Linked DNA regions of Mus musculus: region 1 is linked to region 2. A link is a contact called in public promoter capture Hi-C data. All regions are on one chromosome and are shown on one strand. The core of a region is the stretch at or near the end of the contact, and the rest is flanking DNA. Distances in the headings are between cores, read along the strand shown. Region 1 holds the start of Tma7 (translational machinery associated 7). Region 2 holds the start of Impdh2 (inosine monophosphate dehydrogenase 2).

What was found. Promoter capture Hi-C pulls out the DNA fragments that hold promoters and counts their contacts.
Region 1: a contact with region 2 is called in a promoter capture Hi-C map of erythroid cells, with 4 times the contacts expected there. The contact joins the promoter of Tma7 here to the promoter of Impdh2 in region 2. A contact is called at or near these places in 2 of 39 promoter capture datasets (erythroid cells and pre-B cells), 1 of 484 Hi-C or Micro-C datasets (rod photoreceptor) and 3 of 115 datasets of contacts at active chromatin or transcription factors (embryonic forebrain, memory CD8 T cells and pancreatic cancer cells).

Annotation. Positions count from the first base shown.
Region 1 is chr9:109,081,041-109,084,358 of GRCm38.p6, reverse strand. It overlaps Tma7 (translational machinery associated 7), which reads left to right and starts at 1,978. Exons shown (of 4, transcript NM_183250.2): 1 at 1,978-2,032; 2 at 2,133-2,188; 3 at 2,270-2,357. The coding sequence starts at 2,017. It overlaps Ccdc51 (coiled-coil domain containing 51), which reads right to left and starts at 1,863. Exons shown (of 4, transcript NM_025689.4): 1 at 1,792-1,863.
Region 2 is chr9:108,558,929-108,562,200 of GRCm38.p6, reverse strand. Impdh2 (inosine monophosphate dehydrogenase 2) reads right to left here and starts at 1,765. Exons shown (of 14, transcript NM_011830.5): 1 at 1,570-1,765; 2 at 1,119-1,167; 3 at 503-604; 4 at 344-418; 5 at 1-27. The coding sequence starts at 1,667. Qrich1 (glutamine-rich 1) reads right to left here. Exons shown (of 10, transcript NM_175143.5): 10 at 2,034-2,955. The coding sequence ends at 2,763.

The DNA of each region.
Region 1 (3,318 bases), core at 729-3,228, 520 kb before region 2:
CATGCGTAAAAATTAAAAATATATTAACAAAACAAACAAGAAACCCCACAGGGCTAGGCTAAGTGGTACAGTATCGGGGAGCCCTGGGCTTGATCCCAGCATTGGGAGGAAAGTGAAAAGACTCCGCCTGCTCCATAAGGTGCTCAGACCTGCAATCCCTACACTTGGGAGGCTGGGCAGGAAGACGTCTACAGCGTGAGTCTCTATTTCAAACCCAGAAAGAGTGGGAGGAAATGCTTCCATAGTTGGTTGTAGTAATATTTGTATAATCTTTGATGTATTAGAATCACTGAATTATATAAATTAAATAGCTAAGCTATATAGTAAGCTTTATATCAGTAAACCTGTTATTAAAAAAAATAATAACTGGGCTGGAGAGATGGTTCAGAGGCTAAGAGGGCATATAAATTAGTTTGACTCCTAGCACTTAGCCACACTAGGCAAGTCACAACTACCTGTAACTCCTGCTCTGGGGTACCCGATGGCTCTGGCCTCTGGGGTCTTTCTTTCACTCTCTCATATACACATACATTCACACACTCATAACTAGATTTTTCCCTCAAAAACTGGGCATATAGTTCAATTATACAGCACTTACCTAACATGAGTGAGGCCCTAGGTTCAAGCCTTTATTGCACACATTCATTCAAGCAAGCAAACACACACACACACACACACACACACACACACACACCCCTCCGTCACTTCTTCAGCTGAAGCATCTCTTCAGGATTTTATATTATCTAACTGTATCACTGCTTGAAACGTAATAGTAATCCATCTTTCCTGCTACTGTGGTTAATGGGAACTCAGGTACAAATGCTAGGCTGACAAACTCACATCACCCTAATTAATCCCTCTTGTTTTCTCTCCTAACTCAAATCCAATCTATTAGCAAAATCCTGCTGACTTTCTAAGCCTAGGAGTCTCCCCAACCCCCATCTCTGTCAGGTATACAAAGTGGTCTCGCTGGCTAGCATGCCATGGCTGGACTACCCCTCACTCATCTCCATTCCATCTCAACAGCCTTCAACAGTCCCGCAGTTTCTTCAGGGCAAAAGTCAACGCCTTCTCCACAGCTTCAGGGGATCTGACTCTCATTGTCTCTCCATTTTCGACTGCTTTCTCACTCCTTCCAATCATATGAAGGACTGGAACACACAAGGCCGTCTTCCACTCAGGGCCTTGGCACTGCCTAGCTCTTCCCTGTTCACAGTTGTCTCCCTGGCCTTCCTAAAGTCCTGCTCAGAGAGCCCCTGGAGAAGTCTTTTTTAACTACCCTAGCAAAAATGACATCCCACCAAGGGAGCATTCCTTAACCACTTTCTCTGCTTTTTTTTTTTTTCCTCCCCACACAGGTCACATAAGGTGTGATGCGTATTTTACTTATTTGCTCTGCGGTAGGTTTGTCTTGCTACAATGTCAGCGTTCCTCAAGCCTCAGTCCAGAATACAATGTATCTATACAAAGTACATACTCAAAAAAACGAACTAGAAGAAAGAATTTGCAAACACTTGCACTCATTGTTTCAATAAGTCCGAACTTTTTCCCGCGGCTTCTGAAGCTGAGGACTGGGTGATAATTGGCCACTACCCACTTCTGCCATCTCCTATCCCATCTCGTGCCCGCCACTTGAGCTTTCCTCGGTTCCGGAAAGGCACTTGCATGTACCCTCCCCTCCACCTGCAATGCTTTCTTTCTGTGCCGGATTACAAGCTTTATAGGCAGACACCATCCCCCACTCCCACGGTTTCGGATAAACCCAGGCAGAAGGAGCCTTCCGCCCCGTACCTGAATTGCCTAAGCCTATTAGGCTCCAGCAGAAAGCCCCGCGTCTGCCACTCAATTGACCCCTGACCGGTCAGCACCCGCCCCTGAAGGCATCCTTTAAAATACGTGAGGGTGACTTCCTGCCTAGCAGCCAATCAGGGGCCACGCATAGGTGCGGCATAAGCGAAGGCTGTAAGTCCTGTTTCCGGCATACGATCAGGGGCTGGTGAAGGGGCTGGAGGCGCCATGTCGGGCCGGGAAGGTAAGGCTATTTGGAGATCGGGGGTGGGACGGATGGATGGGGAACCATGGGAGGGCGATCGATGGCGGGGATGGGCCGAGCATGCTCGTGTCGCCCACAGGTGGCAAAAAGAAGCCCCTGAAACAGCCCAAGAAGCAGGCCAAGGAGATGGACGAGGTGAGGACGGGAGCGGAGGCCGGGCGGGCGCTGAGGGTATGGGCGACTGGACTGGAGTGAACCTGCTTTGCCTCTCTGCAGGAAGATAAGGCTTTCAAGCAGAAACAAAAGGAGGAACAGAAGAAACTCGAAGAGCTAAAAGCCAAGGCCGCCGGGAAGGGCCCCCTGGGTAAGTGAAGATCGAGCTATTGTAGGTATACTAGGGCAGGACAGGTCTGTTCCGGGGGTCGTTGGTGAACTACTGGGTCTGGTGTACACTCTGGCCAAGCCCCCTGCCTTGGGTTTGTGCAGTTCGAAGAGGGCGGGAGTGGAAACGTTGCCTCTCAAGACAGTCATGGGCTTCCAGTTCATGGAGAAGCTACAGAAGTGGAAACACCAACATGTACGCCGCACAGACACATATAGCTAAGTTTCTGAGTATCCTCCTGTTTCTGGTTACAAACTAGCAATTCACTTTATAGGTTGTTAACCTTAGAACATAGGACTTTTTTTACTTGCTGGTCGTGTTATCAGTAATGATACTGAGTCGTGCTATCTAGACTAGAGGATAAAAGTCCAGGCTCCTTAGCATGTATTTCGCTCTGGGTACTATTTTGTTTTGTGGCTATGCTGGGGAGCACACTCATTTGTGCAAAGCAAACCCTCCCTCTTGAGCTGTAGCCTACGCTCCATGCTCTCTCTGTGCCTTGCCCACGATTTTTTCTCTTGAGAGTGAATCACAGGTCCAGGAGTCCTAATATCTCATTAAGAAAAGTTTTAATTTTTGTATTTAAGCATATAGGTGTTTTTTATGCATGCATATCTGTGTACCATGTGTGTGCAGTGCCCTGGAAGACCAGACAAAGGTCTCCTGGGACTGTAGTTACAGACAGTTGTGAACTGGGAATTGAACCCAGATCCCCTGGAAGAGCAGCCAGTACTCTTAAATGCTGAGCCATCTCTCTAACCTTTGTTGTTGTTTTTTAAATTGATAGACAAGTTCTCTACCATTTGGGCAGTGGTGGCTCACATCTTTAATCCCAGCACTTGGGAGGCAGAGGCAGGGGGATTTCTGAGTTCGAGGACAGCCAGGGCTACACAGAGAAACCCTGCCAAAAAAAAGTTTCTGAGGCTGGCCTTGAATTTTAGAT
Region 2 (3,272 bases), core at 516-3,015:
GTCAGTGATGAATCCCTGTTCGTATTTCTGGAAGGAATGGTGAGAAGGTCACTGTATCTTTGATATCACTGTCATCAGGCCCCTGTTCTAAAGGATGAGGTCCATGCCTAAGTGTCCTGTATAGCAGAGCCACGGAAACAAATGAAATGAAATGCTCAAACATGGACATAGGGGGTCTGGAAGCACCGTGCGTGCTCTAGCTAAGAAATGGGGTCTTGGGTCTTCCTCCTCAGTAGCTGAAGCTCACAGCAGGAGAAAGGACGCTTAGCAAAACAAACCCTCCACTTCCACCCCACGCCTCTAATTCCCAGCAACTCTTGGCCATGATGCTTGGCCTTCTAACCTTCACTTTCCGAACTTCATTGGCCTGGAATTCAGGTGTGCAGTTGTGGTGGATGAAACCAATACCTCCTGTAAGCTACAAGACGAACACACAAGTAAGTGATAAAACAGAAACACAATCTTTGGCTATAAGATGGCACCCATGGCGCTCAAGCCTTACCGCCATCGCGATGGCCATTCCAGCCTCTGTGACAGTGTCCATGGGTGAGGAAACCAATGGGGTCTTTAGTGTAATCTTCTTAGTTAGAGCAGACGTCAAGTCCTGAGGAGAAAAAGGACCAGCAAAGGAAAATACAGCTTATTCCTCAGGGTCCATCCCAGGAGCCCTGGGTGAGCTGCCATGTTCACCACAAAGCCTAGCCTGGTGCAGTAAGCTCACAGTAACGAACAGCAGCATCTTACCCCTCCTAGATATTTACCAATCCAGTTCCTAGAGTGGGTACAGGGGCACATGCCTACTGTAATAACAGTACCCACTCAGAAACAAGACTGAGCGTTGACACTAATAATTAGGGTCAACAAAACCACTTCTGGAACAGCCAAAGTAATGTAGGCAGGCTGTCTCAAAAACAAAATAGAGCCAGGCAGAAGTAGCGCACGCCTTTAATCCCAGCACTTGGGAGGCAGAGGCAGGCGGATTTCTGAGTTCAAGGCCAGCCTGGTCTACAGAGTGAGTTCCAGGACAGCCAGGGCTATACAGAGAAACCCTGTCTCAGAAAAAAAAAAAAAAAAAAAAGGAACCCCCCAAACCAAAAATCCAGTGCCTTATTACTCACCACCTGATCTGCAGTGAAGTCGATATACCCAGGAAGAATGAGAAAATCACTGTAGGAGGGAAATAAGCAGGTCTCTCAGGCTTGTGACACCAAGAAACTTCAACTCCATATATCATCCCATAAAACTCTTGAGCAGGGAGTTGTACCAGCAAGTGTGACACAGGCAAAATGTCACTGGGTGGATGCCACCGAGGTGTCATTAGTGCACGCTAACATATTCCACATATCCAGAGAACTGTGTCTCACGACTCAAGTATTAAATACTATTGAAATCACCCTCTAAACCCCTGCCCCTGCTTCACATATGTCGAAGTTAGTCTTCGGCGATAAGGAATTCCCGGATTCTGTTCCCCATCCGCTCCCACCAGTTTCAATGAAGCCCTCCCTCATCCGGCCTTCTCGCCAGCGTGCGGCCCCTCGCCTCGCCCCGATGGGTGCCCTAGACCCGCACTTGTAGGTGAGGCCGTCCCCGCAGTTGAAGAGCTGCTGCGCTGTGAGCCCGTCGTCCGGCACGTAAGAGGTGCCTCCGCTAATCAGGTAGTCCGCCATGACCACGGAGGAAGACAGACGCGTGGCTCCGAGAACCGCGCCGCTCCGAGGACCGCGCCGCAGAGGCCTCTGCCGTCCGGACCGCGCCAATATAAACTAGATTATTCCGTCACACGTTGCGTGCGTCGATGACGCCAGGCGTAGGGCGTGCGTACTGAGGGCCACGCCCCGTATAGAGGCGGAGCTGGCAGAGCTGGGTAACCACGTGCTTATCGAGCTCACAGGCCCAAGGCCAAAGGCCTGTTTCCTGTCCCACCCCTCCCCGCATCCCACCACAGCAGGATCCAGGCCCATTCAATTAAGTTTTGTTTCCACTCCCCCGCCCCCGCAGAGCTCCTCCCCCAAATAAAGACACGTTCTCCAGTAGCTTGTTGAAAAGACGTGCTTGTCATTCTTAATAAACAACTAGAATAAGAATACATAAGAGAAAGAGTGGTATCTTTATATGATACACAAGTGTATGTTACAAGAATTCCATCAGGCACAGGAGCCTCATTTTTAAGGCCTCAATGTTAGGCCAAAAAAAAAAAAAAGCGCATGGTAAAGTTTTTACTTTAACTTTTATGTCACTTGTCATAAAGAAGGGTGTAATAGAAATTGTCTGGATAAAAATCATAATTGAAGTTCCCCTTATTCTTCTTCCATCAAGATGTTAAGTTTATGTCTGAGCATTACAAAAAAAAAAAACAAAAAACAAAAAACAAATGTGGCTCTGAGTGGTCAGTAAAGTTTGCCGATTCCGAGTGACAGGCTGATGCATCAGCAGCTCCATCTTCCCTGAGGAAGGGAAGGGTCTGTATCTCTCCATACAGTCCAAGTTCCTTTCCCCACGCCCCAGACAAAAGAAAAAAAGAGAAAAGAAAAAGCCAACCACTTCCTAGGACACCAGGTTCTCAGAAAACCCAGATCCCTATGAACCAGGGGTCTGCCCATTTTATGAAGATGCAAAGAGGGCAATATCGTCTTTTACATTTTGAACAGAAGTAGCCTGAAAAGCATCATAACTACAAATTAAAAAAAAATGTGGAGGCCTCTCCTTTAGTGTGAAAGTCTGTCTGGTTTTTCCTGGATCTTTTTTCCTATAGCTGAGGCACCTCAGTGCATGGTGGTTGCATTGGCCACGGCAATGGCTTCTTGGATTTCTCGTATAACCAGGATCCGGGTCAGCATCTGTCCCATCTGTTCTCTGCTGATAGGCTGGACTGAGTACCAGATTGGGCTGTTGGGAGCTACAACTGGCTCAGGTGTCAGGTAAAAGGTGTCATTTCGGCCTTTCACACTCTGAGGGCTGAAGAAGAATTTCAGTAAGTAATAGCATAATTCTAACCCTTCCTGTTTGAGCCTCCCAAACAATTTCAGGTTGAACTACTTAAATCTATCTATATCCCATTGGCAGCAGATAAGCATCTAGAAGACCTAGCTCCAGCTGTTTACCCACATTGTTTTTAACTCAGCAGCAAAGGCCAATAACCACCTTCTCTGGGCTCAGTACCTCTTCAGTACTCAGTACCTCTTCAGTACTCAGCGTGCTCCAACAGTCTCACAGCCATTCCCTCATCCACTCAAAATTTAAGGAACATGTGTCAGCTTTATATTAGGTACAGA